2 separate regions of the Danio rerio genome follow, and region 1 is linked to region 2. Evidence: chromatin contacts called from public Hi-C data. All regions are on one chromosome and are shown on one strand. Each heading gives the region's core, a stretch centred on a gene start, on an enhancer-like site or on the middle of the called end of the contact. The rest is flanking DNA. Distances are from core to core; before and after follow the strand shown.

Region 1 (5,523 bases), core at 770-3,269, 170 kb after region 2:
TAAATAATATAAACAATTCTCTTTCCTAGCGATGGGTTGGGGTTCAAAGGGCATCCGCTGCGTAAAAATGTGCTGGATAAGTTGGTCGCTGTGGCGACCCCAGATTAATAAAGGGGACTGAGCTAAAAAGAAAATAAAGGAATGAATAAATAATTCTCATTAACTCTGGCCGCAGCTGTACGTGATCTGTAGCTGATTAGCTATGTGGATGGATGATAACGGCCTTCTGACTCTTCCAGTAGGCGCAGAAGACCTCTACTGGTCCATATCTATCAGCTGATAACCACTGGTAACGTCCATCTAATCGAATCATAACATTCGAAATAGTAGAGTTTAGTGCATGTGTAAATCTGCTGAAGTGAAAATGAGAAAACGACCCCTGTAACTGAAATGTAAAGACACGAAATGATCAAATGTGACAAAAGATTTACATTTTAGATGTTTCTTTTACATTAGTCTGAAAAAAAAAAGTCAAAAAGCCTTTTAAAAAGCCAGTGCGTCACCTAACACTTTAACTCTCTAAAGGTTCTTTTCTATAGTGCCTATACTTGAAGACTTCGATGAAAGAATGAAGGGATATTATCAGTTGCACATATTATACTTGTTTTTCTGTTCCTGCATATGGATTGTCGTTTATATTATTTTGTCTTGTGCCATTGTTTCAGGTTGTTTTGTCTGTGAATGTTTATAAGTAGATTAAGATGAAATGAGTCCAGGATCAAAATACACTATTAAAGGTTTTTATTTTTATTTTTATTGTTGTTAGTGGAATATCTTGCTGCACTTTGAAAATATAATTTTTTTTCCATTTATACTTTAATGTGTTCCGTTATAAACAACATACTGTAAAAATGTCTGCTAAGGAATCTTTTCCCATAGTTTGTGGTTTATAGGTGTTGTCCATTTGTTTATGCTTTAGAGTTGCATTATGGGAACCTGACATTACAGCTCAAAAATGGCCTGACAGTACTTTTTCTGCTATGTTATCAATTCCCTGTGATATTTGTCTTCATTTTCCAAAATTTCTTAAGTGATGATTAAGGAAGCAATGCAATTTTAACAGTATTTACTATGATTTTTAATTTTATTTTGGAGAAAGTATTATTTATTTTAGTTTGGCTTCAATAAAAGCAGTTTTTATTATTGTTTTAAATAATTAATTGAATTGTTAATTAATACATTTTAAGGTCAATATTATTATGCCCTTTAAATTTTTTGTTCTTTTATTAAGTACAGATCAAACTACTTTTATTCCATAACTTGCATATAGTTCACCTAATTAAGCTTTTTAATTGCCTTTAAATTAAGCATTTTAAGCTGAATACTTAAATAAGTTATTAGAAATTAGTTGTCAAAACTATTATGTTTAGAAATGTATTGACAAATCTTCTTTCCATTAAACATCACTTGGGAAGTATTATGTTTACAACTTGTAATATTCTTTTCCAGAATCTTAATTGTCGCTTTATTTTCTATTGTACTTAAATATTTTTTAGACTTAATAAACAGGGTAATGGTCTCTAGTTGTCTGCATTTATCAATTGTGTGCACAATGAAAATAAGGAAATCTTAAAGGAAATAAAACTGCAAAGTACACAATCTCTCAGTTCTGCTTTATATAATGATAATAGGTTATGTATAAATATTGGTATATAAATATGTGAAAGATCAGTATCTGTAATATAGAGGTTTAAAGAAGTAAAAGAGCTGACAAATTAGCAAAAGAAATTTAAATCATAATGATAAAACAAACAAAAAAAAGGATTGAAGATTACTGGGAAAATATTTTAAACTCAGACAAAAAAGAAGAGAATAAAGTTTAAGTTAAAACAATGACTGAAAACAGAACAGAAGTTAGGACACAAGAAATGTTGCTACAGCCTGTTTAATTATCTGTAAGAAATCGGCTGTATGTATGTGTATATTAAAAAGCAAGATTTTAAAGCAATGAAGCCATTTTTACCCACTCCAATATAGTTGGTGGCGCTATGCACAGTTAACGCTGGTGCGCAACTCCCCAGAAACAAGATGAAGAAGAAAAAGAAGACGAAGAAGAAATTTGCTGATATGTTTTGACTCGTTAATTCAAAGTAAACTAGCGACGAAGAAAGTTGTTTGACGGAATATGGCCCGAATCGGACGACTGGATGAGTATGAGCCAGAACATGAATCGTGGTCTGCATATGTTGAGCGGGTAGAATTGTTCATGATCGCTAATGATGTGGACGATACAAAGCAAGTGGCGACTTTGCTTACTGCTATGGGAGCTTCCACTTACAGATTATTGCGGGATCTAGTTCAACCATTAAAGCCTAAGGATAAAACATTTAGCGAGATTGTCAGTATACTACAAGCACACTTTGAAAACAAGGAGTTAATAAAAGCCGAACGCTTGCGGTTTCAGCGCCGTGTTCAAAAACCGGATAAAACTATTTCCCAGTATGTCGATGAACTCGCAGAATATGCGGCCAAATGTGATTTTGGGGCAAGTTTTGAAGACGCTTTACGTGATCGATTTGTTAACGGACTACAAAATGAAGCATGCCAAAAAAGATTGCTCTCCGAGGACGCGCTGACTTTTGCACGCGCGGTTGAAATCGCTCTCAGCCTGGAAGAAACGGCTCAGGAACCGCAACAGCCGAGGAAAACCACGCTTTCAATGGCACCTGTGATTAAGGTAACCTTAAAGAAGAAAACTGCATTTGTTTCTCCCAGGAATGTTTATTTAAAAAACTATAAATGATGTTAGTGTGGATGTTTAGCCATATAAAAAACAAAAACATACAGTTAAAGAGAACTCTCACGTGGAATCTACTTTTGAGGAGAATGACTTGCACAAACAACTGTAAATATATATGATATGTTTATTCTAATAATGTTTAAAATTTCCAATCCCAAATGGCGTCAAATGCAATATATGCCACAATTTAAAGCTTAATAGCATTTGAGGAGAAGGACTTGTTGACATCTTGAAAACTTGAGCAGGTATTGAAAGATAAAATGTTGTACGTAAGAAATCCAGGTTGTATTATTGACAAATACAGAAGTGTAACTGTAAGTGATTCTCCTCATGCTATAGGACTCATTACTTACCATTTACTTGGTTCATGAGTTTCTTCTGTTGATAACAAAAGAAGTAAATTGAAGAATGCTGAAAATTTGTAACCACTGACCTCCATAGTATTTGTTTTTGCTCTTATAGAAGTCAATGGTTACAGGTTTTGAGCTGTCTTCAAATTATCCTCTTCTGTGTTCAACCGAAGAAAGAAACATAAAGGTTTGGATGAAACCACTTGAGGGAGAGTAAATAATAAGTAAACTGAAATTTTTGGGTGAACTATCCCTTTAGGGCTCTGTTCCAATCCCTGTTACTTTTGAAAGCTTTTTAACTGCATTCCATGCCTAGTACCTGGGATTTAATACCACCTCTGGTGAGCTTCCAAGCAAGCCAAACATTTACTAAAGCATGACGTGTACACACTTCTAATCATTGATTGGTCAGAGAGAATCTGCACTACTTGTGTAATTGGATTTGTGACACCTAGGTATGGGCTGGTATAGAATTCCTTGGATAAAAATATTATGATTTGACGGTATTGGGATTAGTGCTCTAAAACATATTCTTTTTAAATGTCTGGGTAAAAAACAATTTGTTTTCCCCCATTAAACACAATATAGTTTTATTTTTTGAGCAACGTTTATAATATTTTGGAGCAGTAAACATGTCAGGCTAAATAATTCACATTAATCATTTACTTTTGCTTACTTCATTAGTTTCAAAAACAGATTTCTTTACAATTTAAAATTGCATCTTTGGATATCTTTTCTGCTGGAGATGCTCTTGTCCTAAAGAAAAAAGAACCGTAAATATAAAATTCTACACACACACCATAGGATTGGTATAGCAGAATATTTTTGCGGGTTTTAAAACCTTGAATTTCCCAAACCGCAATACTTTAAAAACGGTTTTCATTTCATGCCTAGTGACACCAGAAACCAAAACTACTATATTAAACCATTTTATACAAGTTAAAGACGCCTGAAATGCCTGCATCCTGGTCAGTAGAGGAGGACCAGATGCAAGTTAGTAGCCAAAGAGTAGATCCAGTGAGAGCAGGAAGGATGACCTGAAATGAAAGTTTTTCAGGATGTCATTGCAGTAGACGTAGTGGAACGATAGTGATGATCACACTTTAACCGACATTAAACTGAAGTGAAAATGCAGTGGGAAAGGGGCTTTAGATGGATTTCACTGCCAACACACAAAACACTCACTCAGTCACATATCCTATATTCAAAGGGTTGGTCCACTACGATATCCTATTTTAAACTTCAGTTGATGTGTAATGTATCTCTGTGAACACAAAAAACATCTCTGAATGTAAGACGCTCAAAGTTTAATGCAAAGAGAGGCATTGGCTTTTACAACGTTAGCTTAGCAAAGCCTACTGAGAACGAAGTTTGGGGACTACAAAAAAATACATTCAGGCTAGTGAGATCACAAACGCTTCAGGTTATGCAAATTCACCATGCGCATACACCCTGCGCAGCAAAGGGGCGTCAAAAACCTCTGTAAACAGCCACAATCTTCACCAGCAATGCACTGTCTGACTATGCGGCCGATTTCCGTGCATTACACATTACTTACACATGCTTATTCTGAATATACGTGAAAGACTCTTGTCAGATTTTATTTTAGAGTGCAGGTGTGCGGTTCAGCTGTGTCCTCTGTGTCATTTTTCTGTCCGATTGAGGCACAAACTGATATGGCTAACAGCTACTCAGACTGTTTACACATCGCAAAAGCGCATGCTTTTAGGGGCGTGACGCTTTTCCTGGTGACATAGAGCTGATCCGAGAATCACAGCACAGTATGTTAGCCGACCAATCAGAGCCTCTTGAACTTTCGGAGGAACTAGGAAATATATGACATTTTATAAATGTCATTTTAATGTAAGCTGAGTAGCTGTATATTATCTGAGTAAGATGTATAAAAAAGATTAAAAATGAGATTTTTCTACAAATAAAGCATGAGCACACATTGCTTTGCATCTTATAAACACAACCAAGCCTTGAAAATACTCTCTGGACCACCTCTTTAACGGTTGATAACTCTTGCACAGCAACTGCTTTATTACTAATAACAAATCATTGTTTGTCATGTTTTACAGCATCCTACGCATTTTCAATCCAAGCCTGATGCAGAAGAGTTCTTTCGAAACGGGGGCTTTGAATGTCCCTGCTGCCCTTTCATTGCAAAGGAAAATTATGCTTTTAAAGTTCACACGGATACCCATATAAGGAATGCAGTGAGGCACGAAGGTACGGTGGCAACATCTCATAAAATATTAATTGATTTTTGGACATGTATACAGTTGAAGTCAGAATTATTAGCCCCCCTTTGAATTTTTTTTTTCTCTTTTAAATATTTCCCAAATTATGTTTAACAGAGAAAGGAAATTTTTGCAGTATGTCTGATAATATTTTTTCTTCTGGAGAAAGTTTTTTGTTTTATTTCAGCTA
Region 2 (5,284 bases), core at 1,944-4,443:
TTTATTAAAACAAGCTTAGATTTGTCCACCTGTCAGGTTTTAGACCATATGGGGCATGGCAGGTGTATTTGGAAATAACTCAGTATTTTGACCACACTTTGTTATTATTGTTCATTTATTCGTTTGCTGGAAATTAGAACTAAATTTAAAAATAGTTTTTAAAACAAATATTTGCGCTTAAACTAAATTAATTATTTATAGGCTAATTGATGTCTGTGCGGTAAGGTTTCCCTATCCACGAGAGCAAAAGCGAAAGTGAACTTACTTTACGTCATGTAAATAGCAATGCGCTTATGGCGTGACGCAGCTGGCTCCTAAAGGGAACAGGAGATGAGACTCTGATTGGTTTATTCTCAAAACACACATATAACTCATTAAGAAAATAAACTCAACCCTTTCAGATCATGCGCCACGGCGCATAGTGGATTTTCCCGTCCTTATATTAGAAAATATGGATTATGACACGCCCTGAATGCGTTTGCGCCCTTCGCTTTCCGTTTTGCGCATGGACCGTCAAAATAGAGCCCTAACTGAGCTTGCAGGTAAAAAAAAACTAAAACTTTTAACATTTAAATAAAAATGTGGTTTTTAAGAGTTAATTAAAAATGTCACTGTTCTTAAAGTAAAAAGAAAACTGCTGTACTTTAATGTAAAGTGTTAACTTAGTAGCTTATTCATCAAAACCAGCAAATGTTGCTTGGGTGTTATAAATATAGGCTATATGTCTTATACATATAAAGTTTTGAATCATTAACTTGTATGTAGATTGCCAGGTAACCTTTTTTTGAAAGAATGTCAAGCTGACAAAACATTGCACTCTGATACAAGTTTTATTCATGGAGAAAATTAAAAAGCACTGACTGCAGTGTTTGGGTGTTCTGTGTTTGTCTAAGATAATTAGTCTACCGGAATTATATTCCATACAAAATATGAAGCTGATCTGTCAGTTCTTGTCACATGACTCACTGTGTGGCATTCTAAGAAGGTTAAGATGTTTTCAACTGCGTACGCCTGGAGTATACGAGTGCGTTGCGCTGCTTGCACCTTCCTACTCAGCGATTCCTCCGCATACCACTAGAAGTAAGCCTGCGCACCATTAGTGGTACACGTACCACAGTTTAAGAACCACTGATCCAGACCAAATTTGTCCTTTTTTTTGGCCCAAACCAATGAAATCAACAAAAACAAACTAGCACAGACCACAATGGAAATTGTCAGGAGACTCAAAAAAAGTGACCAGCCTGACTGTTTCCTGTTTAGTTTAGTAAAGGGCACTGTCGGAGATTTGAGGGGTGATTTTTAACATCCTATTCATGGAACCTTGATGTTTGTACATTTAAGCCCTGATAATCTGACAAATTGCATGTTTAATGTTAAATGAAACATAGTTTGATGCCATGTTATAAGTGATACTTACAGAACAACTTGAAGTTAAAGGATGTTGCTATCAACAAAACAAAACTCAGACTATGCCTGTTTTGGCATTTATATGTGTTGTGAGCACAATGTGTGTTGTATTTGTGAACATGCGTGTTGTCAGTGTGATGAAGATGTTTTCTTAATCTGTAAGTGTTTTTCTATTAGCAAGTATTTTCTTATCTTGAAGTACCAAATAAGCTATTTTATCTATTTGCGCAGAACCAGTTTTTTATGATATGTCTTCATACGAGACAAACCATTTTGCTAGTTTTTGGGGGCAAGATTCACACTTACAGAGCACTGTAAAAATGCTGTGTTCCACACAATCAATATGTATTGAGATAACATTAAGGAATTAAGTTAAATCAGTCGTTTTTATAAGTGGATTGAACATAAAACAATTGAGTTGTTCCCCCCAAAAAACAAACAAAAAAAAGTTGTTTCAGCTAATTTTAAATAAGTAGTTTAAACAAACAGCAAATGTCATTTGTCGAGTGTAGTTTGTTTCTCTTGGTTTGATTGGTTGAGACCACAAAAAAGACACATTTAGGTTTTGTGTGTGTGTGTGTGTTTGTGTGTGTAGAAATATGTTATACTCCCAGTTCCAGACTACATCATGAAAGCATTTGTTTAGTAATTTTATTTAGAAATTGATGGTATTTCTTTTTTTGGAAAAAGACTGAAAATAAAAAGATGCACTGCCGACTTTGTTAGATCTGACAGTTATGTTGCAACACATTAGTGTGAGTAACAGTGTTTCACTGTTGCTTCTTCTGTTACAGATCGTTTCAAACGTCTTTAACTAAAATGACTCATATCACTTTCAGGTTTGTCACAGCAGCCATAATTCAGCTAATATTGTTAAAATAGTAGCAGAACACATTCACTGAAATGCAGCATGCCTATTAAAACAAAGTCATGTTGTTTTTGGTATAAAAACACTTATAATACTTTTAGTTACATGTTTAAAATGCTAAAATAAACATTTTAAATGGACCTAGGAGAACGTTACAAAAAATATGTAGTTTACGACTCATTTAATGATAACTTTTTAAACTTTGGAAATGTTCTTGCACTACTTAAGTATAAACAAAGTTATCTAAAATAGTATTAAACGTGGCTCCTTTAATTTTACCTATGTAAAAGTGAAGCATACAGAACTAAAATTGTTTTTCCCCACCGAATTTTCTATAGACCCCCTAAAACCAACTTGCAGACCCCTATAGGGGGTTCCCATCCCAGTCTGAAACCCCCTGCAGTGCTGTGTAATAAGCAGTTATCTATGTTAATCAGCCCATGAATATAAGTCAAATGCAATTTAGTGCCTCTGTGGTACATTTAGATAAGAGAGAAGTGCTTCCAGTCCCTAATGTGTGTTTGATTTTTCGGTATATTAGTTATACTTGGAAATTTAACTTTTCAATTTCTTCTTTATATCATAGAAACTAAAGTGAAGGAATATTGAGTGCCTTCACATCATGTTCTCATCTAAACTATCCCTGCTGAACTCTCGCCTGTGTTACTTTTGTGTTTTGTGCACTTTTGTGAAAAGAAGACTCATAAATTACATGAATAGGCTGCATTTTATACCAGCATGATATATTAAATGTATGGCATACATGTACACACAATTATAAATGATATGTAGTAATATAAATTCTTTATATAACAAGAAACAAAATAATTACATAGATTTTCATACCTGCCATGAGCGGAGAGAAGATTACGCATAATCCAAAACTAACAATTATAAAAGCATGATCATTTTTCCTCATGATGCTTCTAGGAAGCAATATATCCTTAATAGTTAGTTAGCTAAAGTTCAAGAGGTTTGTCTTCTTTTTTTCACATTTGCCCACGAGGACAAGCAGGAAAAGGGCCTGACACAGATTAACTTAACAGAAACTGATAAGCAGAACAAATGTCAACACACATAAGGAAAAACGGAAGCAAAATTACACATCTAGAAGCCGATAAAAATAACGCACACTACTTTATATTCAGCTATGTCATCTGCATTCACATGCTGTTGTGTTAAGCTTTAAAGGAAGATTCCACTTTGTTGTAAACAAGCACTTTAGCATTGCTTAGCATAGATTATTGGATCAGATTAGACCATTAGCATCTTGCCAAAAAGAAAAAAAAAAGTTTTGATAATTTTCCCATTCAAAGTTAAAGTTGAATAAAGTTGAAGGAATCTCTATTTTATCAAGCCGCTCAATACGCCCGACTGGTCGCCAACGGTCACTGTTGCTCATGAAGACGGAAGCCGCCATAAGTCGCTTACTCTCCATTGAAATGAATGATCGTTTGTCGCTTTGCTGCTGTGAGTCGATAATAGTGTGAATGAGGCTTTACCCTTAAACAGTTGAGTTTAACCATATTTTGAATCCGTCTTCAAGTCTGGCTTAGTCTAATTTTAGCTTAGCTTAGCTTAGCACAAATAATTGAATGGGATTAGACCATAAGCATCTCAATAGTTGATAAAAAAATATTTAGCTAATTTTACTTTTTTAAAGCTTGACTCTTAGTTACATACTAAGATGGTGGAAAATGAAAAGTTACTATTTACTGGGTCGATATGGCAAGGGATTATACTGTCATTCTGGTGTAATAATCAACAAACTATACTTTCGTACCATGGCTGCAGCAAGCCCAAGGGTATGCAGGACTGTTACCTTACTTAGCTGAAACTATTTTCAAGCTCTGCTTAATATCATTGCTCCTGCTCCAGCTGTGGTACAGCAGCAAAGTTCTAAGTTGACTAGTCATATCCATAGCCATATCAACCAAGAAAATGGTAACTTTTCATTTTAGTACATGATGTAACTGCAGAAGAGTCAAGCTTTTAAAAATTCAATTAGCTAAATTATTTTTTGATCAATTATTGAGATGCTGGGCGTCACTGTGGCGGAGTGTGTAACACAATCGCCTCACAGAAAGAAGGTCGCTGGTTTGAGCCTCGGCTGGGTCTGTTGACATTTCTGTGTGGAGTTTGCATGTTCTCCTCGTGTTTGCGTGGGTTTCCTCCGGGTGCTACGGTTTCTCCTACAGTCCAAGGACATGTGGTGCAGGTGAGTTGTATAAGCTGAATTGGCCATAGTGTGTGTGTGTGTGTGTGTGTGTGAATGCAAGAGTATGTGTTTCCCAGTGTTGGGTTGCAGCTGGAAGGACATCCTCTGTGTAAAACATATGATGGATGAGTTGGCGATTTATTCCGCTGTGGCGATCCCTGATTAATAAAGAGACTAAGCCTAAAAGAAAATGAAAGAATGAACTGAGATGCTAATGGTCTAATCCAATTTAATAATTTGTGCTAAGCTAAGCTAAAAGTGGACCAAGTCAGACCTGAAGATGGATTCAAACAATGTTTAAGGGTAAAACCTGATTCACACCACGAGTGAATCGCAGCAGCAAAGTAACAAGCGATCATTCATTTTAACAAAGAGAGAGTGACTTCTGGCGCCCACTGTCCACACGAGCGACTTTTGGTGACCAAGTAGGCGTATTGAGCGACACTGAGTGAATCCTTCAACTTTATGCAAATGAAGAGCGACTTTCTCGAGCGACAGCCAATAGGAGCACCAGTAGAGCTCATGTGGTCCTTTCTCAGCTCTTGCAGAGGCCAGTTGTATTCTGTGCTGCTGACCTACATAGACCTGCGTTTGCAGCAGGTCGCCACCCAGAGCAACAGGCAGCTACAAAGTCGCTGCTGGTGTGAATGAGGCATCAGAGCTTTTCTTTTAAAAGCTACATAAAGTACGGATAATGTAAAATATGACTATTTCTAAACTCTAGCCCATCGGAAGTGTTCAAAATGGACAGAGCAGACTGTTGGCCCAGAGCTGACTGTGAGAATATACTT

The links. A called contact is a pair of places that touch in the nucleus more often than the background predicts.
Region 1: a contact with region 2 is called in a Hi-C map of embryo, with 3 times the contacts expected there. The contact joins the promoter of zgc:165409 here to the promoter of g6fl in region 2. A contact is called at or near these places in 7 of 18 Hi-C or Micro-C datasets (caudal fin, embryo, hematopoietic stem cells and 1 more) and 2 of 4 datasets of contacts at active chromatin or transcription factors (caudal fin and gastrula embryo).

The regions. Positions count from the first base shown.
Region 1 is chr16:10,979,973-10,985,495 of GRCz12tu, forward strand. zgc:165409 reads left to right here and starts at 2,020. Exons shown (of 3, transcript NM_001098756.2): 1 at 2,020-2,677; 2 at 5,172-5,322. The coding sequence starts at 2,126.
Region 2 is chr16:10,807,071-10,812,354 of GRCz12tu, forward strand. g6fl (g6f-like) reads right to left here and starts at 3,194. Exons shown (of 12, transcript NM_001195242.1): 1 at 3,122-3,194. The coding sequence starts at 3,194.